Regions from separate parts of the Mus musculus genome. Here regions 2, 3 and 4 are each linked to region 1. A link is a contact called in public HiChIP or PLAC-seq data. All regions are on one chromosome and are shown on one strand. Each heading gives the region's core, a stretch centred on a gene start, on an enhancer-like site or on the middle of the called end of the contact. The rest is flanking DNA. Distances are from core to core; before and after follow the strand shown. Region 1 overlaps Duox1 (dual oxidase 1). Region 2 has its middle 12 kb from the start of Mir147. Region 3 holds the start of Sqor (sulfide quinone oxidoreductase). Region 4 overlaps Spg11 (SPG11, spatacsin vesicle trafficking associated).

What was found. HiChIP or PLAC-seq counts read pairs in DNA pulled down with a chosen protein or histone mark.
Region 2: a contact with region 1 is called in an H3K4me3 HiChIP or PLAC-seq map of bone marrow-derived macrophages, with 3 times the contacts expected there. The contact joins two enhancer-like sites. A contact is called at or near these places in 6 of 39 promoter capture datasets (the C10 cell line, the HPC-7 cell line, embryonic stem cells and 2 more), 1 of 15 datasets of contacts at CTCF or cohesin (large pre-B cells), 5 of 115 datasets of contacts at active chromatin or transcription factors (bone marrow-derived macrophages, double positive thymocytes, embryonic fibroblasts and 1 more) and 1 of 9 other capture datasets (liver).
Region 3: a contact with region 1 is called in a FOXA1 HiChIP or PLAC-seq map of pancreatic cancer cells. The contact joins the promoter of Sqor here to the enhancer-like site in region 1. A contact is called at or near these places in 3 of 39 promoter capture datasets (cranial neural crest, hippocampal neurons and pre-B cells), 1 of 15 datasets of contacts at CTCF or cohesin (large pre-B cells), 3 of 484 Hi-C or Micro-C datasets (Th2 cells, olfactory sensory neurons and uterus), 8 of 115 datasets of contacts at active chromatin or transcription factors (the 230-238 cell line, bone marrow-derived macrophages, embryonic forebrain and 4 more) and 4 of 9 other capture datasets (adipose tissue, embryonic stem cells, liver and 1 more).
Region 4: a contact with region 1 is called in an H3K27ac HiChIP or PLAC-seq map of microglia, with 6 times the contacts expected there. The contact joins two enhancer-like sites. A contact is called at or near these places in 6 of 115 datasets of contacts at active chromatin or transcription factors (embryonic stem cells, large pre-B cells, microglia and 1 more).

What each region holds. Positions count from the first base shown.
Region 1 is chr2:122,347,526-122,350,420 of GRCm38.p6, reverse strand. Duox1 (dual oxidase 1) reads right to left here. Exons shown (of 33, transcript NM_001099297.1): 33 at 2,449-2,895. It overlaps Shf (Src homology 2 domain containing F), which reads left to right. Exons shown (of 7, transcript NM_001374011.1): 7 at 882-1,529. The coding sequence ends at 1,068. Among named protein-coding and RNA genes, the nearest start is that of Shf, 20 kb to the left of the region's middle. Within about 2 kb of position 1,445, at least 251 of the 459 cell types and tissues checked have an H3K27ac peak or open chromatin away from gene starts, as enhancers often do. A contact at or near this core is called in the HPC-7 cell line, Th2 cells, adipose tissue and 15 more, where this site is marked.
Region 2 is chr2:122,651,177-122,654,152 of GRCm38.p6, reverse strand. No RefSeq gene overlaps it. Among named protein-coding and RNA genes, the nearest start is that of Mir147, 12 kb to the right of the region's middle. Within about 2 kb of position 1,607, at least 165 of the 459 cell types and tissues checked have an H3K27ac peak or open chromatin away from gene starts, as enhancers often do. A contact at or near this core is called in the HPC-7 cell line, bone marrow-derived macrophages, double positive thymocytes and 2 more, where this site is marked.
Region 3 is chr2:122,764,032-122,767,353 of GRCm38.p6, reverse strand. It overlaps Sqor (sulfide quinone oxidoreductase), which reads right to left and starts at 1,995. Exons shown (of 10, transcript NM_001162503.1): 1 at 1,915-1,995.
Region 4 is chr2:122,059,939-122,063,266 of GRCm38.p6, reverse strand. It overlaps Spg11 (SPG11, spatacsin vesicle trafficking associated), which reads left to right. Exons shown (of 40, transcript NM_145531.2): 31 at 2,206-2,345; 32 at 2,898-3,096. Among named protein-coding and RNA genes, the nearest start is that of Eif3j1, 33 kb to the right of the region's middle. Within about 2 kb of position 1,321, at least 18 of the 459 cell types and tissues checked have an H3K27ac peak or open chromatin away from gene starts, as enhancers often do. A contact at or near this core is called in microglia, where this site is marked.

The DNA.
Region 1 (2,895 bases), core at 196-2,695:
CTATAGTATAGGAAAAAGAATGAGCCCCTCCACAAGGTCATACACACTCAGGCCTTAAGACCTGCTCAACATAAAATCTTTGTATTTAAAAGACGTATTAAGTCTGTGTCAGCCGCCTTTGCCGCAGATGTCGGTTGTGCTGGAACTGCTTGCTTCTTCTCTGATGGAAAGAGGTTGCAATCAGACTCCAGGCTGGGGGGCTCCCATGCCCTCTCATCTCACCTCCACACCATAATTCCTTTGTCTGTCCTACCCAACTCTGGGTAGGTAATGCTAACCGAGTCTCCAGATGATGTCACTCCAGGCCTAAGGGCTGGCTGGCTGGACTGAGAGGGTCTGACTTGGTGTAAGACCCACAGACTGGTGCTGCCATATAGCTCAAGAAGGGGAAACTGAGCATAAGGCCGGGCTGTAGTCAGTTGCTAAGGTGCTGGCTAGTCTGTCCAAAGCCCTGGGTTCTGGGCTCAGTACCCCATACACTGGCATACACCTATAATTAAGAGGTGGAGACACAGACTAGCCTGACCTGTATGAATCGGTCTCAAAAGTCCAGGTAGGGTTAAACTGGCCTTAGCCAAAGGCTATGGGCTAGGGTCACAGAATTGGAGGGTGCGGGGCACCCCACTTTCCACCAGCACACACCCTGTATACTCACCACACACACATTCTTGGTACAATGAGCGTCCTCACCACAAAGCCAGTGCCTCATGCTACCTACTCAACCCTCTCCTCTCCTCCCCTCCCCTCCCCTCCCCCACCATCCCGTCTCTGTCCACCTCCCACTTGAAGCTGGCTTTGGAATCACACTTGCTGGGAGAGTCGGGGTAGAAGTAGGGGACTGAGGAGAACCCCTGGTCACCGGGATCTCTTTCTCTTCCTAGGAGCAGTCAGGGCTTCATGCACATGAAGCTGTCCCGGACTAAGGAACACAAGTATGTGTTGGGCCAGAACAGCCCACCCTTCAGCAGCGTCCCTGAAATCGTGCACCACTATGCCAGCCGCAAGCTGCCCATTAAGGGAGCGGAACACATGTCCCTGCTCTACCCTGTGGCCATCCGGACTCTGTAGATGTGAGACCAGGGCACTATGATAGACCTGGACCCAGTCCTTGTCACCTGCACGGGGGCAGCGGTTCTTACCAAGGACATGATGTCAGAAACCTGGCTTCCCCTTGTCCTAGGATCTAGCAGGCGCTGAAGATTCCTTAATTTATTATAAAGGGGAGGGAATCCTGGGCCTTGGAATAAAGGGACTGTGTGGAGCTGGGCACCGAGGAGAGCCTGAGGAGGAAGGGGTCTCCCCGCCCCAGTCAGACACTAGGGAGGGAGTGGCGACCTCCCTCCCGCACCACCCACCCTCCGCATCCTCCCTTCTCCCCGTCCCCAGCGGGCCGCCCGGGCTCCGGGCCAGAGGCTCGGCCAGGCAGAGCTGCGGCTGCCGGCGCCGCCCAGGGGCTGCCGGGAGGGGGCGGGGAGCGAGCCCGACTATAAATTGAGGCTGGAGCCGACGCCGGCCGCCTGCGAAAAGCACTTTCCGAGCATCCACTCGCTTCCTTTGACCAAACACCTCACGCCGGGCAGGGGGCGTCCAGGCCGCGTCGCTCCTGCCATTGCTCCCGAGCGAGCCCGGCTTCCCGCCAGCAGCGAGCGGTTTGTCTGGGAGGCGCCGAGAGACAAAGAGGCAGCGCGCCAGGCTGACGGCGCGGATGGCGCTGCCACGCGGGCGGGAGGCGCGCTTCCCTGAGGCGGCGCGCTCCCGCTCCTGGCTGGCTGGCTGGGCGCGCCGTGTCCCTTTCCCTTAGCTCCCTCTGGTGGCCGGGTCTGGGGCCACGCACCTCAGCCGACCCCCGTGGGTCCGGGGCCTTCCCGCTGCTCCACAGACAGGTTCTGTGGGAGCCAGACGCCCTCGGGACGGTTGTCCTCTTAGGACAACCTGAGGCCCCTTGCTTGCCTCAACCCAAGCCCGCGGTGCATTAGCGCTGATTAGAATCAGTTGGGAATTTCTCCAAAGTGAGGATGTGTGATCTGAGAAACGAGGTATTCCGAATAGATCATTTGGCATTGGGCACCTTTTCAGAAACTCTCTGAAGGTTGCTCTGCCTTTGAATGATAGGAAGAGGACCCACCATTTTGCACCTGAGAAAACAGGCCTAGAGGGGTTAGGAGACATCTATCTCCTCATGCTGCCTGGAAGACCTTGTCTCAGGGCAGAGCTAGAATAGCTGATGCCCTGGAGGAAGCCAGGCCGACTGCAGCTCCCTGAGGACTCCTCTCTGTCCTTGTGATCCGCTGTCAGCAGCCTAACACCAGAGTGAGGAAGGGCTTTTCAGTCTTCGCTGCTTTTATTCAGTAGATACTGGAGAGATGCCTGGACCACCGTGGCAAAGCCCACTGGGTGGATGATTTCCTTAGCTCCACCTTGACCTAAGGCAGCAAAAAAGAAACTCCAAAGGGGGAAACACCGTTTATTTGCAAAACAGACCACTAGAAGAGGGAGATGGGGCTGAGGGGCACTGCTCCAGGCGGTTAGTGGGCACAGAAAGGTCTGACTACATTTTACATTTTGAGAGATCAGTTGTTCAGTTAGGCTGGTCCTGAGGGTTTCTGTAAGTTGCCCCTGGCTACTCTAAGACATCTCCCAACCATTTTGAAGAGAGGAAGAACACAGTGAAGAGGACTTGAAGACGCCAGCATCCATACTATCACTCAGACTCACTTTCAAAAACTTGACAGGTTGTCTACTGTCAAGTTTTTGCTTAATTCTCACTTTGTCTCAACCCAAAAGCTCCCCTACTTCTGAACCTATAGTTCTTAAACAGTGCTCCTTCGACAAACTCAAGACACATTCTGGCCCTAGAGATCTCTGAGCCTACACATGATGCCTGAGCGAGGCTAC
Region 2 (2,976 bases), core at 358-2,857, 300 kb before region 1:
TGAAGTGGAGAGCAATTGATGAAGACACCCAATACTGATCTCTGAACTCCACCTGTACTCACATATATGCATGCTCCCTTAGTAATACACTCATATGTGCATGAATATATATACATATGCTACACTTACACATAGGTAGACAGGAAGATAGGTAGGCAGGTAGACAGGAAGATAGATAGATAGATAGATAGATAGATAGATAGATAGATAGATAGAGATAGATGATGATAGATAGATATAGATAGATAGATATGATAGGTAGATAGATGATGATAGATATGATAGGTAGATAGATAGATAGATGATGATAGATAGATATGATAGGTAGATAGATAGATAGATGATGATAGATATGATAGGTAGATAGATAGATAGATAATGACAGAAAATTATAAGAAAAATGGTGTAAAACATTTATGGTGGAAATCTAGTGGGGAGTGTGAAAGTTCTTTTTATAACTTTTACACACTTGGAATTACTCCAAAAATTAGTTGTGAGCATAAAAGTATATTTACACATTACAGTCTCTACCCTATACAGCTCTAAACTTGCAGTTTTCCATATGTTAGTGAACATAAGCTATGCCCTAGCATTTCCTGGCCTGGCCTCTGCTATCTGGTTACCCCTCACCTGCAGGATGCCACACATCCTTGCCATTTTTAATGGGTACACTTCACACAGCCGTAGATTCTTCGTTCATATTTTAATATCAGGTGGTTTTCCTTCATGTTCTTCTCCTTAAAAGCACATTGCTCCCAACACCACTGTGTCTTTGTTGGGAATATTTCCCACAGTGGGCCATCAGGGTACCGTGGCCCTGTACACAGGCTGCCAGACTGCACTCAGCAAAGCTGAACAGATATACTTCTGTTTCCCTATGACTCTATAGTGGCTTCGTACTCTGACTTGTTTTTGAGAACTGGGTTGCGTATAATATGATCTCAAGCTAGTTTATCTTGATGTTCACGTCGTTCTCAACACTGAGTTGTCTGCTGAGAGAGGAGCCCCCTCCGAACCACTGTTCAGACCGGCTGTGGTGGGGGTGGGGGATGGGGTGAGGGTGGGGTGAAGGGGTAGGGGGTGGACGCCTGCTTTGGGCCCAGTGGCACCTGCTGTCTGTGTGTTTGGTCCTGTCTCTTTCCTCCCATAGCCTTATAACTAACTTTCTGTGTGCTATTGGGAAAGTATTTCTTCCACTCTGAGGCCAAAGCTCTGTGAAGACCTAGTCTGTGCTGTCAATTGATCACTTACACGTGGCCTGTGTCTGTTGTTTAAATATCCACTGAGTCCGAAGCTATCTGAAGATCTTGTGATTACAGATGGCAGAGGTTGGCTGCAGTATGAAAACTTCACAAGTGTTCACCATTAATCACATTCCGTGTTCTGGGTCCTCTGTAATAAAGAGGAGGTGTGTAGGAAAGGAAAGAAAATGAGGATCTTAGAAGTGAACGTTGAGGACAGCTGTGAACTGTGACCCTTGCCTCTGCTTCGGTGCACTCACCTTTCCTTCCTGTGACCGAGACTTGCGGCAGGGACAGCTGTTTCCTCCTATCATGGGGTTGAAGCTGTAGAGAACATCCTGCCCTCAAGACCAGAACAAGCCTGCGGTGAGCTCCGAGGCAGGCGGTGACTCAAATCCAGAGAAGCAGGAAGTTTGGTGTGAGGGGAGAACTCAGAGCTGGCTACACTGAACTTCCCAATCCCAGCCCAGCGCTGAGGGTCACAGGTCTCAGTGAGAAGGGCAGAGCACCCACTTCTCAGTAGAGGAAGAGTGGGCAAGAGCTCTCTGCCGAGGGCTGCCTGCCTTAGGTCTGGCAGAAAGGAAGAAAGGGTGACGTGCTGTTTAAAGTATGCTCCGGAAGGTGCCTGGGGCTTAGTCAGTGCTGAACTCAGGCTTAGCCAAGTGATTCTCAGAAGTCTCTCAATGAGAGGAAACACATCTCCCAAGTGCTAGCCCTGGTACCATCCTCAAAGGGAATTTAGGAATAGGAGAGGTATCTTTGTTATGCAAAGCATCATCTACCGAAACTTACCACCATGGGCGTCTGAATTTTCCAACTCCCCTCTGGCTATGGAGGACACACCCAGTGTGCCCAATGTGTAAGGGCAATAGAGCAGGTCCTGCCCAGGCCTTTCTTGGGGCTGGGACCCTGAGAGGATATCCTTCCCCACTACCAGTTCCTCCACTGCCTGAGGTCTCCCAGGACCAGTACAGGGTGAGGTTCCAGGCTGGTGTGAAAGACCTTAGGGCCAGCCAGGCAAGGCCTGTAGGTCTTCACCAGTAAGGGCAAGGTGATGTTCCCTCTAAGGCTCAGCCTCCAAAGCTGCCCTAGGCACTTTTTAGGACTCATAGCTGATGATATTAATCCTGCCAGCCACAGAGATAGAGGGTCTCTCCTTGATCTCTTCCTGGTTTGCTCAGTTCCCCTTTCTCCTGATCACCTTAGTTTCTATCACTGTAGCCTCAACATATTGGAGTGCTAAGAGACCAATGACAGCCTAGAAGCCTTCTTTTCTCAGGTGCACACCTTTGCTGTGGTGTTGGGAAGTGTCCCTCGGTGGCTGTATGTCCCTTGGTCCCTGCATGGTGCTGGGGAGTCTTTAGAGGTGGGGTCTAGTTCTGATTTTTCCTTGGCCATTCCAATGCATTCTCTCTCTCTCTCTCTCTCTCTCTCTCTCTCTCTCTCTCTCTCTCTCTCTCTCTCTCTCTCTCACACACACACACACACACACACACACACACCCATTTCCTCTGCCATTGCTTTGGCTGATCATGGCTCTCCTGTGGACTGCTGGCATTGATCTTTGGTCTTCAAAGTCTCTATCAATGCATACCTGCCACCTCTGCTTGTGACAGCCATGTCTCTACTGAAGTATCATCTCCGTCTTTAGCTTAAGTTCCTTGTCTGCTTCCTTTGTGGCTTATGATAATAATCTGCGTTTTCAGTCTCTCCCACTTCATTCCTGATGTGAAAA
Region 3 (3,322 bases), core at 746-3,245, 420 kb before region 1:
CTGGGCAGCTTTTAGTAAATTACCCACTGTTCTCCTATTTACCAATTCTCTAGAGTCAAAGTATTTGTGACAGTGAGGGATGCAGGGAGGGGAGGGAGAAAGAGAAAGAGAAGGAGAGAGAGAGGGGGAGAGAAAAAGAGAGAGAGAGGGAGGGAGATGTGCATCTAGGAATGCTTCCTCATGGGTTCTGTCTCCATTCTTTACAAGACATTTCCTACATTACAACACATCTTATTAACAAGCCTACGCATGGGCAAAAGAAACCTCTGGAATCCTACTTTCCTATCAAGACAGTTTGTCTTCTATGGCGAGGCACCAGACCCACAACAGACCCAAGGGCCCTCCCCAGTATTCACATCCCCAAGTTGGATTTATGGATTTGCTCTGATGGATTCAAAAGAAGCAATTAGTTTTAAACAGCCATTTCCCAAGCTTCCAGCTGTCTCCTAGATGCCTTCACAAGCAACCACCTCCATGTCATCCAGCAGACCTTTTATGTACCAGATTTAGGGATGTAAAGGCCAGTATCAGACAAGGTTGGGGGGGGGGGGCGTTTTACCTACCGCATCCCTCTGCATCAAGTTCAGTAGGGATGCTTTTCACCTGTGAGAAGGCATTAGGCTTGGGGGAGGAGTGCCGGGCTTTTCTCATTCTCTTCCTTAGGAAAAGCAGATGCCCAAAGAAGCTGGGGATAGAGGACATAGTGGTAGTTCAAGAAAGTGTTAAACCCAAGAAGCTAAGTTGCCTAACAAGTAATCAACACCCTTTCTGCTAACAGGGTATCTATCTAAATTGAGGTCCATTCATCTGAATGAAAGAAAAAAAAAATCTTCACCTTCCACTGATGTCTACTTGAAATTTAACATTCTCTTCAAGGACTGTGTAGGCAGCTGGCCACAGCAATATTAGCAGTATTTATGATGTTTTAGAAATGTGTTTACAGGTAGTGCCTATATCTTGAATTCTATATTCTGAGCTATTCAAAATTATAATAGTTATTTGCTTTTTAAATTTATATGGCATTCTTTTAAATACTTTAGTGGCTGTTTTCTTTCATCATAGCCTGCCTTAAATTTTATGTTTTTAAAAGTCTCTTGAGAGATAGATGGCTCAGTGGTTAAGAGCTCTTACGGAGGGCTTACTTCCAGAGGAATTGAGTTCAGTTCCCAGCACCCAGATGAAAGCTTATAACCCCAGTTCCAGGGCATTAGGCATACATGCAAACGAACTAACTATACACATGAAATAAAATAATAAAGTTTAAAGCAAAAAGGGAAATCTTCTAAGAAAGAGTCCTTAGTTTTCCCCCAAACTCAGAACTGTCAGAGGTAGCTGCAGGTTTTAAAAAAAAAAAAAAAGGATCAGAAAGCTGTGTTTACAGAGGAGAGGTTTACAGCCTGTGCAAACTCTCTGACTCAGCTTCAGTCTGTGAGCCCTAGAAGCTGGGGTGGCTCTCGGAGAAGTAAGTAAAAGTAAGGTGAAAAGTTTCACCAAAGAGCCTTTTCTCCCTTGTACTAATTGCCAATCAGCCTGGCCTGTGCTTCTCCGCTGACCACCTCCCACCCCCAGCGCCCTGGGTACCTCCCCAGATCAATGCCAGTCTCAACCCACCCGGCAGGCAGGGCAAGGTGCTGAGTGACAGACAACAAGTGGAACTAACGTTTCTGAAATTCCCACGCACCGAGACCACACGTCCAAGCTGTGTGGGTGGAGAGGGTGCCAGGGCCATCCTCTCTGCATCGCTGAGGCTGGGCCACTAAGGAGAAAGCATTGAAGTCCACCGAGTCCCAGACCAAAGGGGAGTCTGTCAGGGGTTGGAAAAGAAGAAGGGCGGCCGGGAGCGCGGAGACAGAACCGAGGTGGGCGACAGCGAGCGGCTATAGGAGGGTAACAGCGTCGTGGGGTGCGTCTTACCGGGCTGAGCGACACCGTGGGCCCCAGCGCTGGCGCAGCAGAAACTACTGTGGCGCTGGAGCGCTGGCCTCGCATAGCCCCGCCTGGCCGCCGGGGCGGGGAGGCAAAGGCCAGGGGCGGGGACAGCCACCACCCCCACACCCCCAACCTCCGGAGGAGGAAAGGCCGCCAGGGCGCTACCCAACAACAAACCCGGAGGGGAATGCGCACCTTGGAGCAGGCACGGACACCGGAGGCATGGGTGGTATGGGTGATCCTTGCTCCCCATGTCCTGCGACTGTCCCCACGCAGCCTAGACGCTTTTCTTACGCCTGGGGTGCAGACAAGGCCACCTCTACTCAGAACCGCGCGGCACCTTCCCCTGGAACCTGCTGGCTCCTAGGAGTTGTTCTTTTGGTGCCTGACAAGTCACTGTTCTGCCCCTTCTAAGGACTGACTGTTTGAAGGCACAAGCCAGAGACCGCGGCTTCATGTGTTAAAACAAATACAGTTCCTAAAAGTTGCTAAGGCCTCAACTTAAAAAAAAAAAAAAAAAAAAAAAACCTCAAAGAACACGCAAATGCCACCAACTTTTTTTTTAAGCATAACTAAGTTTCTTTCGCACTTGTTTGATTATATGCATTTTAATAGTTTTTGAGTCACTTCTTTCAAACTGTCTTCACTCTGAAGGATCTATAGAAAAATTGCTTGGTCGCAAACAGGGACTACGGGTTTGATGGTAAGCCTGGTGGCACTTGCTGGCACCTGCACCTGCAACACTGCCTCCCTAGTAATTTTCCGTGACTTTGTGCAGCAACAGGTAAGTCTGGTAAAGAACTTGGAAACAAAACCAAATGTGATCTGTATTTACTGATAAAGCTATTGCTGGAAACAGCGTATTAAGACTATGTAAAAATAATCCTTAATGTCTGCCATACTCTAAACTAAAACTGAATTTATTTTATCAATAAAATGTTTCACATACTTGAGAGTTGAGGCAAGGGGCGGGGCACCAGAAAAAAATGTTCAGGCCTCAGGACAGTTAATTGTTGTATAGTACTGAACATAACCCTGATTTCCACCCTCTAAGTGCCAACAATTGTAGCCCAAAGTTTTGACAAAAGCAAAACTCTACACACATATTTCCAAAGCAATTCGTACTATTCTTCATCTCTCCTTCCTCTCCATCCTCATTAAGAAGTCCTGGTTCCTGTGAATGAATCAAGGGCAGTCTGTTTGCAGGGTGTTTGGAGGTCTATGGCTGGAGAATCGAGTTGGAAGCCGTGTCCTGAATAGTTCCCACACGCTGGGGCATCTATGTATCGTTCTATTACCCCACTGAAGTCCCTTCTTTCCATCAGTGTCTTGCCCATCAGACATTAAGACTGAGAAGTTACTCCATTGGCATTCCCCTTTTTCTTTCTATAAT
Region 4 (3,328 bases), core at 72-2,571, 290 kb after region 1:
CTTACTTTAGAATATTTAAAATTATGAATTCCTTTTCTTTAACTATAGAGGTTATCTTTTGGGATGAGTTGCAGTAGTTCGGTAGAAGAAATGTTGAATTTCCTGCTTTTTGGGTTACTTATTTGGGTTCCTTTATTGTGGGTTGTTGGGTTTTTTTTGTTTTGGTTTGGTTTTGGTTTTTTTTTTTAAGGAAAAAAAGTGCATGCGTGTTTTCGCTGTGTACATATCTGTGCATCACACATGTGCCTGGTGCATGCAGAGGGTGCCCGAACAGAGTATTGGATCCAGTGGAAGTATAGTTAGTTGTGAAACACGGTGTGGCTTCTGGGAATCAAACTGGAGTCTGAGTGTTCTGAACTGCTGAGCCATTTCTTCAGCCCTTCACTTCCATTTTGACAGCGGGTCTATGTAGCCCTGCCTGCCCTGGCACTCACTGTAGAGCACATGTCTAACTGTGTACCATGTGTGTATCCAGTGCGCTTATTGGCCAGAAGAGGGTGTTGAGCCCCTGGAATAGGAGTTAGGGTCGGTTCTGAGCTGCCATGTGGGTACTGGGAATTAAACCTGGGTCCTCTCTACAAAGGATTTACCTCCTCCCAACCGCTGACCCAAGCCTCTACCATCACTGCCAATAGATGCTTGGGTGCCAGGACAGGGGAGAGTGGGCACAGGAGTTCACTTCCAGCCTTAGGCTGACACTAGAGCTTGTGTGCTCTTGTGTACACACACTTGCAGTATCTCTCCTCCACCTCAGGGCCCGGCTCTGGGTTTCTAGAGATTCCTAGCTAGGGAGATACCAGTTCTGGTCATCTTAAGTTTGCTCGCAGTTCTACTTCTCAGCTCCTCACGCAGCTGCTGCATGTCTAGGTTGTATATGGCAGAAACTCAGCAGAGGAACAGAGTGGAGCAAGCCTATTCCATCTCCCTAGAACTGTGCTCATGCGGAGGACGGATGGAGCAACGTGGCCTGAGCTGTGCCCTTCCTTCCCCTTCTTCACCACCGTCTAATTTGGGGTTGGTTTGTTGTGTGTATTTTGAGACACAGCCCTTAGCCCTAAGTAACCAAGGTTGACCTTGAACTCCAGATCTTCCTACTTCTAAGTGCTAGAATTCCAGGATTGCCCTCCCACACCATGCTTTGCTTTTAAACTATGTTTTTAGACTTAAGCTGGTTTTTTTTTTCTGTTTATTTGTATCCTGGGCTGGCCTGGAATTCACTGTATGAATGACAGTGCTCTTGAATTTACAGAGTGCTGGGGTTAGAGGCGTGTGCCACCACGCCTAGCTATGTGAAGTTAGAAATGGAGCCCAGGGCTTCATGCATACCAAGTAAGCACTCAACTGCATGAACTAGATCTGCTCAGTGTACCAAATGACAGAGTCCACTCATATAGGCTGCCAAAGTACATTCAATGCTGTCTTCTCAAAGCTCTCAGAATGCCTTTTTGTTATTTTCGCATGCCCAGCAAGCACGTGCATGTTCCTGTCAGGATGCACCAACAGGCTAAGATTATTCTACTGAGTGGTTGTACCATAGTTTAACGAAGCTTTACGACAGACAGGGATGGTGGCTCACAACTGTAATCTAAGCACTAGGGAAGCTAAAGCAGGAGAATCACGTTGAACTTAAAGCTAAAAATGAGATGCTCAGAGACAAAAGGGGAAGGACAGCAAGTGTTCCATACTCACTTTTACTTTCTCCTGGTACCAAGAAGTAAAGAAGCATGTGTCCCATTTCAGACAGTGCTGGGGCTGAACCTAAGGCCTTAGAAATGCTGGGCAAGCACTCCACACTGAGCTGTGAGACTAAGAGTGAGACTGGGGGAGCGATCTGAAGGAGAAAGGGGAGTGGGGGTGGGAGCAGGAGCTCTGTCTTCTCAGAGTAGGAACCAAGGTGCCTGAGAGATGTTTGGAGATAAGCAGACCTGCTGGAGTATATATACAACGTGAGGAATTTAGAAGCAGACATCTTGATACTGATCTCTAGAGCATGAAGAAAGCTTCAAGCCTGAGGTGGTCTGAGATTATTGAAATCATGGATGGATTTCCCGAAGGGTGGTGATGAAAGTTTTAAGTGGGGTTCTGTCAGAAGTGGCTGCAGGCCCAGATGCATCATGGGAATTGAATTCAGGGAGCTTTTCAGAGTGCTGAAGTCATGGGGAGAGGACACCCTAGAGCTCTCCTCAGACTTGTGTTTGCTTTCAGCTTCAAGTTTGGACAGTCAGTCATTTGTGATGGTACCACCCACTGATGAGGTAGCCCAGAACCTCCACACTCTCATAAGCAAGTGCCTCCATGGGAAGAACTACTGCCGGCAGGTCCTCTGTCTGTATGAACTTGCCAAGGTATGCACCAGACGGGGATCCCCAAAGGAGCACTGTCTGAAAGGGAGGCGGGACGTGCCAGTGGAGTCTTCCCAGGAAGGTAGAGCAAGATATTTAACTTCCATGGGTTCCTGGCTCCTCTCTATAAATAATGGCTTGAACATGAGTTCCTTCTGATTTTACTTTCTAACTTGAACATTACACATAATGTGATGCATACAAAGACAGACTTCTTCACCCTCTCACTCCCACAGTAGACAGGATGTGTGTGGCTCTGTGCTGGTTGAGAAACAGAAAGTACAAGAAGTTTGTCCTAAAGACTAGGGTGTCTGGAAGCACAGGCTGCAGCCCTGGCTCCAGGATAAGCCTTTTATTCTATTCCTTTACTCTGTGTAATTGAAAAGATGAGCGTTCCACAAGTGACGAGCCTGACGTGGTGAAGGGCAGGACTGAGAGGCATCACTTACTCTTCTGGGGTATTGGGATTGCTGAGGTCAGGCAGTAGTGGCCTGTCCACACATTTCCTACTATTTGCTTCTAAAAATGACTCTGCTCCTGTTATCTTCCTCTTAGGATTTGGGCTGTTCCTATGGAGATGTTGCTGCTAGGGACAGTGAAGCCATGCTCCGAGCAATCTTGGCTTCTCAGCGGCCTGACCGATGTAGACAAGCCCAGGTCTTCATCAACACCCAGGGCCTTGAAGCAGACACTGTGGCTGAACTAGTGGCTGAAGAGGTGACACGGGAGCTACTGACTCCATCAGAGGGAACAGGTGCCCCCCTCTCCAGACCTCACCAACCTCTCAGACAGTATTCTTAGTTTCCCAGTGTGAAAAATCTGAATGTTACAGTCATACACTACTTGTATTATTGCCCTTTCAATACTGCATATTATTAGAAAAAGAACCCTTTACAATCATCTTATTGTTCTATAATCTTGGTTATAGTAATTCTGCTTCTGAAATAATGCCCTTGTCCCATAAAGCCAGCTAGAAAGAGCTATCG